Linked DNA regions of Mus musculus: region 2 is linked to region 1. A link is a contact called in public ChIA-PET data. All regions are on one chromosome and are shown on one strand. Each heading gives the region's core, a stretch centred on a gene start, on an enhancer-like site or on the middle of the called end of the contact. The rest is flanking DNA. Distances are from core to core; before and after follow the strand shown. Region 1 overlaps Gm52176 (a long non-coding RNA gene). Region 2 overlaps Acvrl1 (activin A receptor, type II-like 1).

Region 1 (5,711 bases), core at 2,335-4,834:
AATCTATTAGTCATTGCTTGGTTTTGATTCACCATCAGGGCAGAGAAATGTAAAAGAGGTAAAAGCAACCAAAGAGAGCAGGACTCAGCACAAGCCGGTGCCCAGCGCTCTGGAAGCACCACCGTGAGCCAAACCAAACGAGCCTTTTTTTTTTTCCCCCACTTCACATCAAATGAAACAAATGCATAAATTCAGTGCATTGGGATTCAGTTTCCATCGCCATCAGAAAACAGAACCCAACTGTCCAAAACCAAAAAAATTAAACAAAGCCTAGCACTACAGCAACATTTCACATAATCACGTAAAACTGAAAGCATCCCAGTGTCCAGGGACAGACAACATGGCATCTGTTTACAATAGAAAGAACAGCCTGACACCTTACATGACATGGGTGGACCCTAAACGCATGCTGCTTTGTGACTCTACTTATATGAGGTTCTTAGAAGAGCCATTTTGTAAAGACACAAAATAGAGAGGTGGAGAGGGGCGGGGAGACAATGGGAGTGATCAATGGAGAAAGGGAGTGGCCAGTGGAGGGGGTGGGAAGACAACAGGGAGTGATCAATGGAGAGGGGTGGGGAGATAATGGGGAATGGCCAGTGGAGAGGGGCGGGGGCGACAACAGGGAGTGGCCAGTGGATGGGTGGGGAGCCAATGGGAGTGGCCAGTGGATGGGGTGGGGAGCTAATGGGAGTGGCCAGTGGATAGGGGTGGGGAGACAATAGAAGTGGCAGGTGGAGAGGGGCAGGGAGACAACTGGGGAGTGGCCAAGACACATAGGGTTGCAGATGAGAAAGAAGAACCTGCTCTGGAGATGGACTGTAGAATGGCTACATGATGATGAATATGCTTTAAATTAAACAATCAGTTCCACATTATATACAGTTTAATGAAATTTTGTATAGGTGCATGTGTGTATGTGGGTGGGTGGGGGGTTGCATATGTCTGAGTGTGGAGGCCAGAGGGTAAACTCAGGTGTTGTTCCACAGAGCCATCTACTCTAATTTTTCAGTTAGGATCTTTCACTGGCCTGAAACTCCTCAAGTAGGCTAGCTGAACAGGCATCCCAGTACTTGGGAGGCAGAGGCAGGTGGATCACTGAGTTCAAAACCAGCCCATCTACAGAGCGAGTTCTTTGACAGATAAGAATACACAGAGAAACCTTATCTGGGGGTGGGTGGGAGGTGGTATGGGGGTGTGTGCAGGGGGAGGGAGCAGGCTGGCTGGCCAGCAAACTCCAGGATTCTACCTGTATCTGCCTCGCTGGCACCAGGATTATAAGCGTATGTCCCTACACCAAAATTTTTTAAATGGGTTTTGGGGGTGGACTCAGGTCCTTAGGCACTTTGCCAACTGAGCCATCACCTCCCATCCCTGGAATCTTTTAAAAATTAAAACCAATAAAATGAGGCATGGTGAAGTTAAGAAACTTGGCCAAGTTGCACCTCGGAAACAAAGAAGACAAGAATTCAGGCCATGATGAGTTAACAAATTCCCCAGAAACATGTCATCTCCCCCAGTACAGCTGCACAGGCTAGAGCAGGACAGAGCAGCTTGGAGGGGCAGGACCTCTGGGTCTGCCCTGACTGCAGTCAAGCTTGGCTGTCACCTGCTCCTCATGTGTAGGATGCATGCCTCTGCTCAGACCTTGTCTAAGGCTCCCCACTCTCCCATGAGCCTCGCCCAGAAAAAAGTCACAAAGAACAGCCAGCATTTTCAAGCTTACCAACATCACGAATATCCTGAAAATTCTGGACCCCTGAAAGTCTCCCTAAATTGGAGTGTAACAGAAAACCACCACCCCAATTACACAGGCCTTGAAATCTCTTCTCATATGCTAATAATCTATGCCACACGATGCACCCCTCCCCCAAAACAAATGTCCATTTCCAGAGTTGTCTCTGGGTCTCATCTCTCAGGGTTAACTAACCAATGCTATCTGGAGATGCCGCTGTGGAGTGTCCCAGCTTAGGAGAGTGTCACTATTATCAAGTGGTAGATGCAGAGATGCTACTAAACATTTTAAAATGCTTAGCTTACCCCCATCACCAAATCACCATGTTCAAAAGTCAGCAGTACCGAGAATGTGACCCTTTCCTTGCCCAACGCTCACCTGATACCTGTGTGCAGGCGAGTGTCCTTTATGTGGAACACCCGGAACGGAAGTGTTCCAGATTCCAGGGATTTCCACACTTAGTGTGTCTTCGAAGGACTCTGTTGTCCAAGCATCCTTGATTCAGAAGCCCAAAATACAAAACACCCTAGAATCGAAAAGTTTTTGGAGCTCCATTTTAACACTTTGGGACCATCTGAGATCTCAGATCTTCAGAACAGAAATACTCAAGATATATTCCTTCATGAATCGCCAAGAAAAAGCCACTGCCATACTACCTATGGCCAACAGATCACGGTACCTCCTGAGGCAGCCCATTTCAACAAAACTCCTCAATGTTCAGAATTTGCCCCTGTAAGTTTGAACCAACCATTTCTGATGTTAATTTTGAGGTCAAAGAGTTGCCCCTGCTCCACACCAGAGCTAAGTAACCAGACAGCCGCTATGGTAGCTATGTGTTCTAAGTGCTTGTCCAGACAGGTAAGTAAGTAACCAGACAGCTAAGTAACCAGACAGCAGCTACAGTAGCTCTATGTTCTAACTGCTCGTCCAGACAGGTAGTAAGTAACCAGACGGGGGCTATTGTAGCTATGTGTTCTAACTGCTCATCCAAACAAGCTACACACACTCCTCTGTGTTCACTTAGGTTTCATCCTGAAATTCAAGAGAAAGAAACATGTCTACCTTATCTTGTCCACTCACTGACTAACACTGAGTATGTGAGTAGCAGTTACTAACATGCAACTAAGTTAACATGAGGTGGAAGGAAGTCCACGCTTTAGTCTGAGTATGCACCCCAAAGGCTGTTAAGAGGTAAAGAGACTTTTTATAAGGTGGGGCCTAGCAGTAAGTCAGCAGGCCGCTGGGGTGTAGAGACCTTTAGAGGGCACTAACACAGTCTGGCTCCTGTGCTGCTGCCTGACAAGTTTCAGGGACATTCCCTCAGGAAAAGTAGCTCTTGGTACCTTAGCATGGCGTGTGCTGTGACGTCTGGACCCTCAGCCTCCTGGTGTACAACATTAAACCTCTTCTCTTCAGAAGCTACCCAGCTTTGTGGATTTGCATGGAATGATGGGTAGAATAACCTGCCAAGCTGCCATAATTCTTGGACAAGAGAAATACCAAATCACTGAGCACACAAACAGGCCTTTGACTCCCATACTCAACTACTACTCCCACATGAGGTACCTTCTACTTCATCTACGGGGGGGGTGGGGGGAGGAGGAGAGGGGGCCATCATGGAATCACGGTCATCTCTCCCGTCAAGAAGAATCCTCTTTACCTTTCTCAAGAAAAATAACCCAAATCTCAGCAGGACTCCATAATAGGCTGCCAATCAATCTCCCTGGTCCGCTCAGCTCGACTGCAGAACTGCCAAAAGCCAACACGGAAACCTGCAACACTGTACGTGCATTATACCACTGGAGACATCGGTAGCATCGGTGGCCTAAGAGATAGTCTCTCTTGGGAGGAAAGGGCTTTGTAAACAGGAAACCTCAACTGCAAAGGACCCATTTATACAGCACAGCTCACTTGAAAACTGTAAACAAGTTGTTAAGCCTCACCAATATGACCTTCACTTCCACCCCACCTCATCAGCCCATCAGCTCAAACCCCATTTTCATTACTACCTCAGATTCTCCCACTGGCTAGTTATCCTGCTTCCCACAGGAAACTTAGAGTGCCTTAGGGCCTGCGTCAGGACCATGCTCCCAGCTTCACGATAACCACATTCGACACACACAGACCTCTCACTTACTCGAATACATCCTGCTTTGGAATCAGTCTTCGAAGCTTATTTGGGTATGTTAAACAGTCAACAAATATCAATAAACTAACAAATAGTAGCTGAGTGCCTAGAATATACTACGCATCCTAGATCTTGAAGAAAACTAAAAAATATTCTTTAGTTATTGCCCTTGAAATCCCAAGACTCATTTATTAAAAATAGCAAGTATCAGAAAACAACCGGCTACTACATTACAGCCATACATTAGGAAGACATTTGTTCGGAAACAAAGACAAGGGCTCTCGGGTCTCACTTCTTGAAGTCAATGTCAGAAACAAACAAAGACACACAATTATCCATCCCCTTGTTATACACCCATGTTTTATATATAAAAGCATTTTTTATTTGTAGGCACACTAAATTATATGATTAGTATCTTACTTCCTTTTTTAACAACAGTGGTAGACAGAACAAATCACAACCACAAATTCAATTCTCTGAATGACAAACCTGAGGCTTTAGAAAAGGGAGGGTATCCAGGCAGTCTGTTGACAGCAAACCTAACCGTGTAGAGCTGTCCTCACAGCCTCCAGTGTGCCCCAGAGCCTCTAATCTCCCCACTTCCTGGCCACTTCCTGCCAATGCTGTGAGAAGCAACCATGAAAAGCTCAACCGACTAAGTAAAGGTTTTCTGAGGTTTTTTTTTTTTTTTTTTTTTTTTTCCCTTTAGAGAGAATCTGTGTGCAGATTCCTCCACTCAGGTTCTTCATAGTGTGAAAAGTCTGGGCTCCAGCTCCCCTGAATCCAAAACGATGGCTGCACATGACAGGGTGAGGAGGGAGAGAGGAAGAGAGGGGATGATGGGGGAGGGAGTTGTGGAAGAGAGGGGATGATGGGGGGAGGAAGGGTGGAAGAGAGGATGATGGGGAGAGAGGGTGGAAGAGAGGGGATGATGGGGGAGGGAGGGTGGAAGAGAGGATGATGGGAGGGAGGGTGGAAGAGAGGGGGTGATGGGGGAAGAAGGGAGAAAAGAGGGGATGATGGGGAAGGGAGGGGGAAGAGAGGGGATGATGGGGGAGGGAGGGTGGAAGAGAGGATGATGATGGGGAGAGAGGGTGGAAGAGAGGATGATGAGAGGGAGGGTGGAAGAGAGGGGGTGATGGGGGAAGAAGGGGGAAAATAGGGGATGATGGGGAAGGGAGGAGGAAGAGAGGGGATGATGGGGGAGGGAGGGTGGAAGAGAGGATGATGGGGAGGGAGTTGTGGAAGAGAGGGAATGATGGGGGAGGGAGGGTGGAAGAGAGGATGATGGGAGGGAGGGTGGAAGAGAGGGGGTGATGGGGGAAGAAGGGGGGAAAAGAGGGGATGATGGGGGAGGGAGGGGGAAGAGAGGGGATGATGGGGGAGGGAGGGGGAAGAGAGGGGATGATGGGGGAGGGAGGGGGAAGAGAAGATATCCAGAGCAAAAAGAGAAAACACGTGTTTGCTTAAATATTAACTGTTCCTTTATGAACATCTCATCTGTGTGACTAAAATGTACCTTCAGAGATTAGCCAAGTGCCTAAAATACGGTAGGTGGTTAATAAATGTTCGCCCAGTGGGTGAATGAATCTGTTTTTCTTGAATACCATGGGCCCCTCGAGGGCACAGACCTCTCTTCTGTACATCTGAATCCTTGTTTTCGAGTAGGCAGTCAATAACCCGTTGAATCACTCAGCTAGTGGATGAGGAGCGGCTCATGGGTTGAGGGGGGAGGTGATGCTGGCATTCTCTGCTTTCTTGGATTTCTTGGCATCGCTGATCACAAGGCTAAAGTAATGGCTAATGGTGCGCCTCGCTGAGATGCAGTCTGCACTGAGCAAAGCAGGC
Region 2 (5,711 bases), core at 1,219-3,718, 240 kb before region 1:
CTGCCTGAAGGGATGAGGCAGGTCCAGGGGAATTGGATGCCAGAGACTGGGAATTCTGGGTAGTGCCTTGCTGCTGATCAGCCTAACTGAGCTGTCTTGGGATTTCCAGAATCCAGACGCATTGCTCTGGCATTCAGCGAAAGCTGTACTGTATACTCCAGCAGGGGCCCCGGGCTTGAGTGTTTACAGGAGGGAGCCCAGAGAAGAAGTCCAGTCCTGAGCCTCAGTGACCAAGGACAAGTCACTATAAAGTGGGAATTCTTTTAATCGCCAGCCTCACTTCTTCTCAGAGGAGAGGCCAAAGACCTGCCAAGGTCGTAAGCAACTCGGTGACAGTCATCCCAACCAGTCCTAGTGAAGGGCACAACTCTAGGTCAGCCAGGTACTCAGCACAGACGTGATGCAGGAGAGTGGTGGACTGCAGGTTAGCGCTGTTCCCCTATTGCAATTATCTGGGGGACAAGCAAGTCAATCTAGGTGGCTCAAGCCCAAGTTATCTATTTATCTGTCTAACCGTCTTCCTCCTCCTCTTCCTCCCTTTCCTCCTCCTCCTTCTCCTGCTTTGAAACTGTCAGAAGTCTGAACACTCAGACAGGCAGTTCTGGTGGCAGAGGAAGGAAGGGAGCTGGGGTACTTGAATCCTTCGTCCTATCTGCCGCTATCAGTTGCCCTTGGGCAACCGCAACCGGCGGAGGGGCTGTTGGTGATGGAGGTGATAATCTAGTATGCCCTGGCTTCTCGCCGCCACTGTGTCTCCCTGGGCAGCCCTCCCCTTCTTGTGTTCCTGCAGCCGGGGATGTAGGTCAATAGGAGTGGGTGGGTGAGAAAGAACAGAGACTCATCCAGACATGACACCCCTCAGGGCAACAGTGGTAACACTTGAACCTGGAAACTGCCTGAAAATAGACAGTGTGTCTATGACATTATGCAAATTGTATGCAAAGTCGAGGAGCCCTCTGTCTCTATTTCTAGCAAACGGAATGTGGTCCTGGTAGAAGCAGCAGCTTGTTTCAAGAGTCGCCCACCCGGAGCGATGACTGCACAGTTACCATCAATCCCAGCCCTGGGACACTGGACTGGGCACACAAACCCCTACCCTATCCCAGAGTAGGCTTCAATGCATGCAGATTTTGCCATCTTTTGGGCTGCCATTTCTTTATTCCGTTTGTATCCCTGACTGACCTCTGAAATCATCTTGTGGCTAAGGATAACCCTGAAATCCTGATCCTCCTGCCTCCACCTCCCAGGTGCTGGGATTGTAGGTATGCCTGGCTACACCTGGCTTTGGGATGCTGATCTTAATGCAAGGGGTAAGCCAGGGGAGGCATTGCTCCTTCCTCACAGGCTAGGGTGAGGTAGGACTGAGAGAGGATGGAGTCTGGGAAGGAAAGGAGCTGTCCATGAAAGCCGGGGTACCAAGAGGCCTTGGCAGAGGAAGGGCTGAGCGTCAGTGTCAAGGCTCAGGCTGCAGGGGCCACCCTCACTCCGTTTTGCATGCCCTACCAACCATACCCTCTCAGGGAGGGATAGAAATGCTTCCTCACTTTTTATATGTAATAAGGAAGTTGGAGGCTGGGGTCACCGCAGGAAATCAGAGCAAAGAGCAGAGAGGCTTGCGATTTCTCTTTCTTTTCCCCCAAGGCAGTAACAGCATGTGCAAGTGGCCAAGAATTTGGGTCCTAGTAACCTCGAAAGATTCTCTTCTAACAGCATGGTGACGGGTCAGTCCTGCCAGATCCTGTCCAGCCCACACGGAACTCTTGCACGGCTGTTTTCCCGCTGCCCTTTTCCCGGTCCTCAACCACACTGTGGTCATTTAGGGGCCTGGCCTGCCAGGCTGTGTGGACTCCAGGGGAAGGAAAGGTGGGAGAATGGGAATGCTATTAGTGTCACCATCCTCTGAGGGCTCCCTTCAGAGTCCTCGGGAAAGGTCTTGTCTGCTGTATGTGCCAGGGAGAGGTCCACGACCCCAGCGCAGAAGGCTGCAGATTTGTGCCCACTTGGGAGGCATGGGGAGCAGACCAAATTGTCAACCGCAGAAGAAACTGGGGCACCCTCCCTGTTTTCCTAAGAAAGGTCCAACACCCTCTTCTTAGAAAGTTTGTATTTCTGGGCTGGATTGAACCAAAAGACTCCTCCCAGCTTCCTTCAGTACGGTCTCCTATTCTCTCTCACCCCTCCAGTGGCACTTTGCTCATAGTTTCTGGGGTGGGGCGGAAGGGGACATGAGGTGTTCTCTGAGATTTCCAGGTAAGGGGAGCTTTTCATTCCGGGGGTGTGGACTAATTGCAGACAAGGGGTGGGGAGCACCTAGGGAGGGAATTAAGAAGGAGCTGAACAGGGAGGGGCGGAGCCGCCTCTGAGTAAGGAAGCACAAAGCTCCTTTGCTAGGTGTGGTTTCCAGGCACAGTCCCTACAGCCCAGAACAGCTGAACGCATGCACGCAAGCACGCACGCTGCGGCAGGGACGGGAAGGAGGGCCCAGGCCTACTGGGAGGAGCCAGCCCGCTGTAGGAAGGGAGCAGGGCAGCCGTGGGCAGCGCATTGGCCAGCAGAGGGCGACGTGGCTGTCATGGATCAGGTTGCTGTCTATCCCGGGTGGGATCTGAAGTTTGAACCTCACTCAGCACGGTTCTAGGTATGGGGGCATTCTAGAGCAAGCCTGTCCCAGGGAAATTTGGTGGTGTGTACTTTGGGATGCTCTACTTCCCATCCCCCTAGGGTTCTCTCTGGACCCCTGCAACTGGACCACTGCGGGGGGGTACTAGCCTGGAAGGCAGCAGAAACTCAGGGGGTCAAACATGGTTTATTGAAGACCTACTACATGCCTGTCACAGGCCAAGTGCTCCCACAAACTGTGTGGTTCCACTCACACACCTGCACTGGGAAGCATTTGAAGATAGTTGTCTCTAGAGGGCCACTCTCCTTGCCACGTTTCCAGTTGTTCAACCCCCCCCCCCCACCTCCACTTAGGATTTCCTGGCCTTGGAGGAGCTACTGTCTTCTGGCTCTGACTGTGGAGTCTGGGGATAAATTTGTTCCCAAGTTCAGTAGAAATAAAATCCTTCAGGCAAGAAAGCGATTCCCTGGCTCCAGTGACGGGAGAACCTTCAGACTTTGCCCCCACTGGTCTGGGGAAAGCCGGACTACTTTCTGTTTTTGTCTCGTTTCACTTCCTGGTTCTCCTTGGTCCTTGCATATTGCTGAAAGACAGGCTTGAGAGAGAGAACAGCGCTGGAGAGCTGGGAGGTCACACTGGAGGAACTCAAGAGGTCGGGGCCTGTGTGGAGCATGATGAACTCTCGCCGTTTCTCCCTTCAGTGGCCAATAGTTTCTAGGCCAGGTCTTCCCAAGATGGAGGCTGACCTTGTCTCTTGCCTGAACCCTGCTTTACCCTTCTTAAGCCTCGCCTACAGTTCACTTCTCTTCAGTCCATCAACCCAGGCTTCAGTTTCACCTGTTCAGTACGTGGGTGAACCCTTCACATTTCTAAATACCAGACTCTCTGTGTTTCTCTAGGCTACGTTCTCCCAAGGCTCACTTTCTGGGGTCTGGCCCAGGGTGTGGGCTTTGGCCAGAGAGTCACAGCCGGGGGTGGGGGTGGGGAGCAGAACCCTGGTTGCTGGAGGCTTCTTGACAGGGGCTAAGTTTCTTTCAGTATTGGAGACCCCAAAGGAAGCCACCCTTGAGCCCTGGGCAGAAGGCCAAGCCGCAGAGGGAGTCAGAAGTTCTTGTACTGCCTGGGTCCTGAGGTGGCTGCTAGCATAGCTTAAGGCAAGAACTGGGGCCTGGAGACTAGCCTAGGGGGCACTTTAGGCCATGCTGGAACCTGGCCGTTATTTACAAACCCCAGCTTGACTCAAGCGACAGCGGACAGGGCATAATAGACAAGACTCAGCTTTCACACAGCCTGAGCTTCAAAGAAAATCAGGCTCTGAGACACCTCAGAGGACATTGAGGCAAAACCTAAGATGGTAAGATGGTGAAGACCTCTCCTATCGAACGGAGCAATGCTGGGTCGATCGCTTCCACCATGATTGACCTTCTCCTCAGAGAGCCCTTGGATTTTGATGACCTAGTGAGTCAGCTGAGATGGTAAGGGGACAGAGGGTGGAAGAGTCAGGTACCGCCTGTCCCAAGAGACTAGCCAGGGGCTCTAATCAGGACAACTAAAAGGCATCATAGAAGCAATAAACACCCACAGAGAGACACTGAGGCTGCTGAGTATCCCTGGCTGAGCCCCGGCAGGTGGAATGTCTGCTGAAGCTGGACAGGGCCCTGTGCCATCCTGGCAGCTCTGACAGTTCAGTAAGGTTGACCAAGGGTAGGGAAGAGTGAAAGCCCAGGATCCGGGCCCGGGATTCCCTGGCTTGGCCACCCTGCCCTGGGAGTGGTAGTGGGTGTACCCTGCTGGCCTTGGGGATGGGGAACCCAGCCAGGCGTCAGAGAGCCGGCCACTTTGAGCAGCCCAGACGGAGGCAGATCGAATTTCAGCTCAGCTGTATTTTTGGCTGGATGGGCTGGGAGCCAAGCTGAGCAGGCACACACAGGGCAGCGTGCACACTCTCTTCACTCCCTCTACCCAGACAGGCTATGTCTTCTGCCCCAGCACACACTTTAGGCAGAGGAAGCCTGGTGGCCCTGGGCTAGTGAATCACTTTGGGCTTCTCTGGATTGTGACTGAGCTTCTGCAATGTCTTCTTTATGCGCAGTGCGGTGAGGCGAGCAGAGGGGTTGGGGTACCAGCACTCTCTCATCATCTGGGCCAGCCCGGAGAGGACCTGGGGGGTTGGGAGAGGAGCAGAGAGGAAAAAGAGGTACATGGGTCAGGAAGATGGAAAGGAGGCCCGGAAATGGCTCAGGATCGGGAGACATAGCAGGAGAAGGGACAGGGAGAGCATGTATTGGACAGGAGGCAAGAGAAGAGAATGGAGCCAGGTGGTGGTGCACACCTTTAATCCCAGCACTTAAGAGGCAAAGTCAGGAGGATCTTTGAGTTCCAGGCCAGCCAGGACTAGAGTGAGAGACAGGATAGCTAGGGTGAGATAGATCCTGTCTTGAAAAACCAAGGGGGGGGTAGAGGGAGGGGGAGGGGAGGAGCTGAGAATGAGGGAGGGAGAAGTGGAAGAAGGTGGCAAAACAAGCAGGAGAGAGCATAGGAGGGTGTGGAGGTCTTTGAGAGCCGCGCAGTGCACGGCCTCTGGTGAGCACCTGTCCCCCACCCCGCCCCCATGGCAGGATCCGCTGTGAAGGGTTTTCCTGCAAGTCTGTGTTGCACCTCTTGCAGCCTGAGACCTAGTGCACAGAGTACCGACTCCCTGCCCCTCCACCAGCCATGACTGAGAGTGAGGCAACGGCGGGCATTGCCCCAAAAGTGCCTGTTTCCCAGAAGGAGCCCATCCTGGGAAGCATAGTGGCCCCTGAACATGGCAGCCTGCCTCCTCTGGTTCCTAAGAGTGAGTATACATCTGTGCGCTGGAAGGTAGCTATGCGGTCTCTTACGTATACACATATACGTTTATTATCTTTTAGTACAAATATGAGTCTTAGTGTAGGCCGGGCACCAAGGTAGCTGGTAGGAATATTAGAATGAGAAGAAGGAGGTGCTTCTTAGAAAAAAGGAGGGGCTGAGCGGGAGAAGGAGGGGCTGAGCAGGAGAAGGAGGGGCTGAGTGGGAGGGGAAAGGATGAGAGACATAATGAGGGGCATAT

Evidence for each region. ChIA-PET counts read pairs in DNA pulled down with a chosen protein or histone mark.
Region 2: an RNA polymerase II ChIA-PET map of memory CD8 T cells shows a contact between it and region 1, with 8 read pairs. The contact joins two enhancer-like sites. A contact is called at or near these places in 3 of 39 promoter capture datasets (3T3-L1-derived adipocytes, hippocampal neurons and pre-B cells) and 2 of 115 datasets of contacts at active chromatin or transcription factors (memory CD8 T cells and stem cell-derived neural progenitor cells).

What each region holds. Positions count from the first base shown.
Region 1 is chr15:100,903,939-100,909,649 of GRCm38.p6, reverse strand. Gm52176 (a long non-coding RNA gene) reads left to right here. Exons shown (of 3, transcript XR_003951486.1): 3 at 1-4,511. It also overlaps a transcript of Scn8a not described here. Among named protein-coding and RNA genes, the nearest start is that of Gm52176, 16 kb to the left of the region's middle. Within about 2 kb of position 3,584, at least 48 of the 459 cell types and tissues checked have an H3K27ac peak or open chromatin away from gene starts, as enhancers often do. A contact at or near this core is called in memory CD8 T cells, where this site is marked.
Region 2 is chr15:101,142,413-101,148,123 of GRCm38.p6, reverse strand. Acvrl1 (activin A receptor, type II-like 1) reads right to left here. Exons shown (of 11, transcript NM_001277257.1): 11 at 2,788-4,781. The coding sequence ends at 4,647. Among named protein-coding and RNA genes, the nearest start is that of Acvrl1, 17 kb to the right of the region's middle. Within about 2 kb of position 2,468, at least 296 of the 459 cell types and tissues checked have an H3K27ac peak or open chromatin away from gene starts, as enhancers often do. A contact at or near this core is called in memory CD8 T cells, where this site is marked.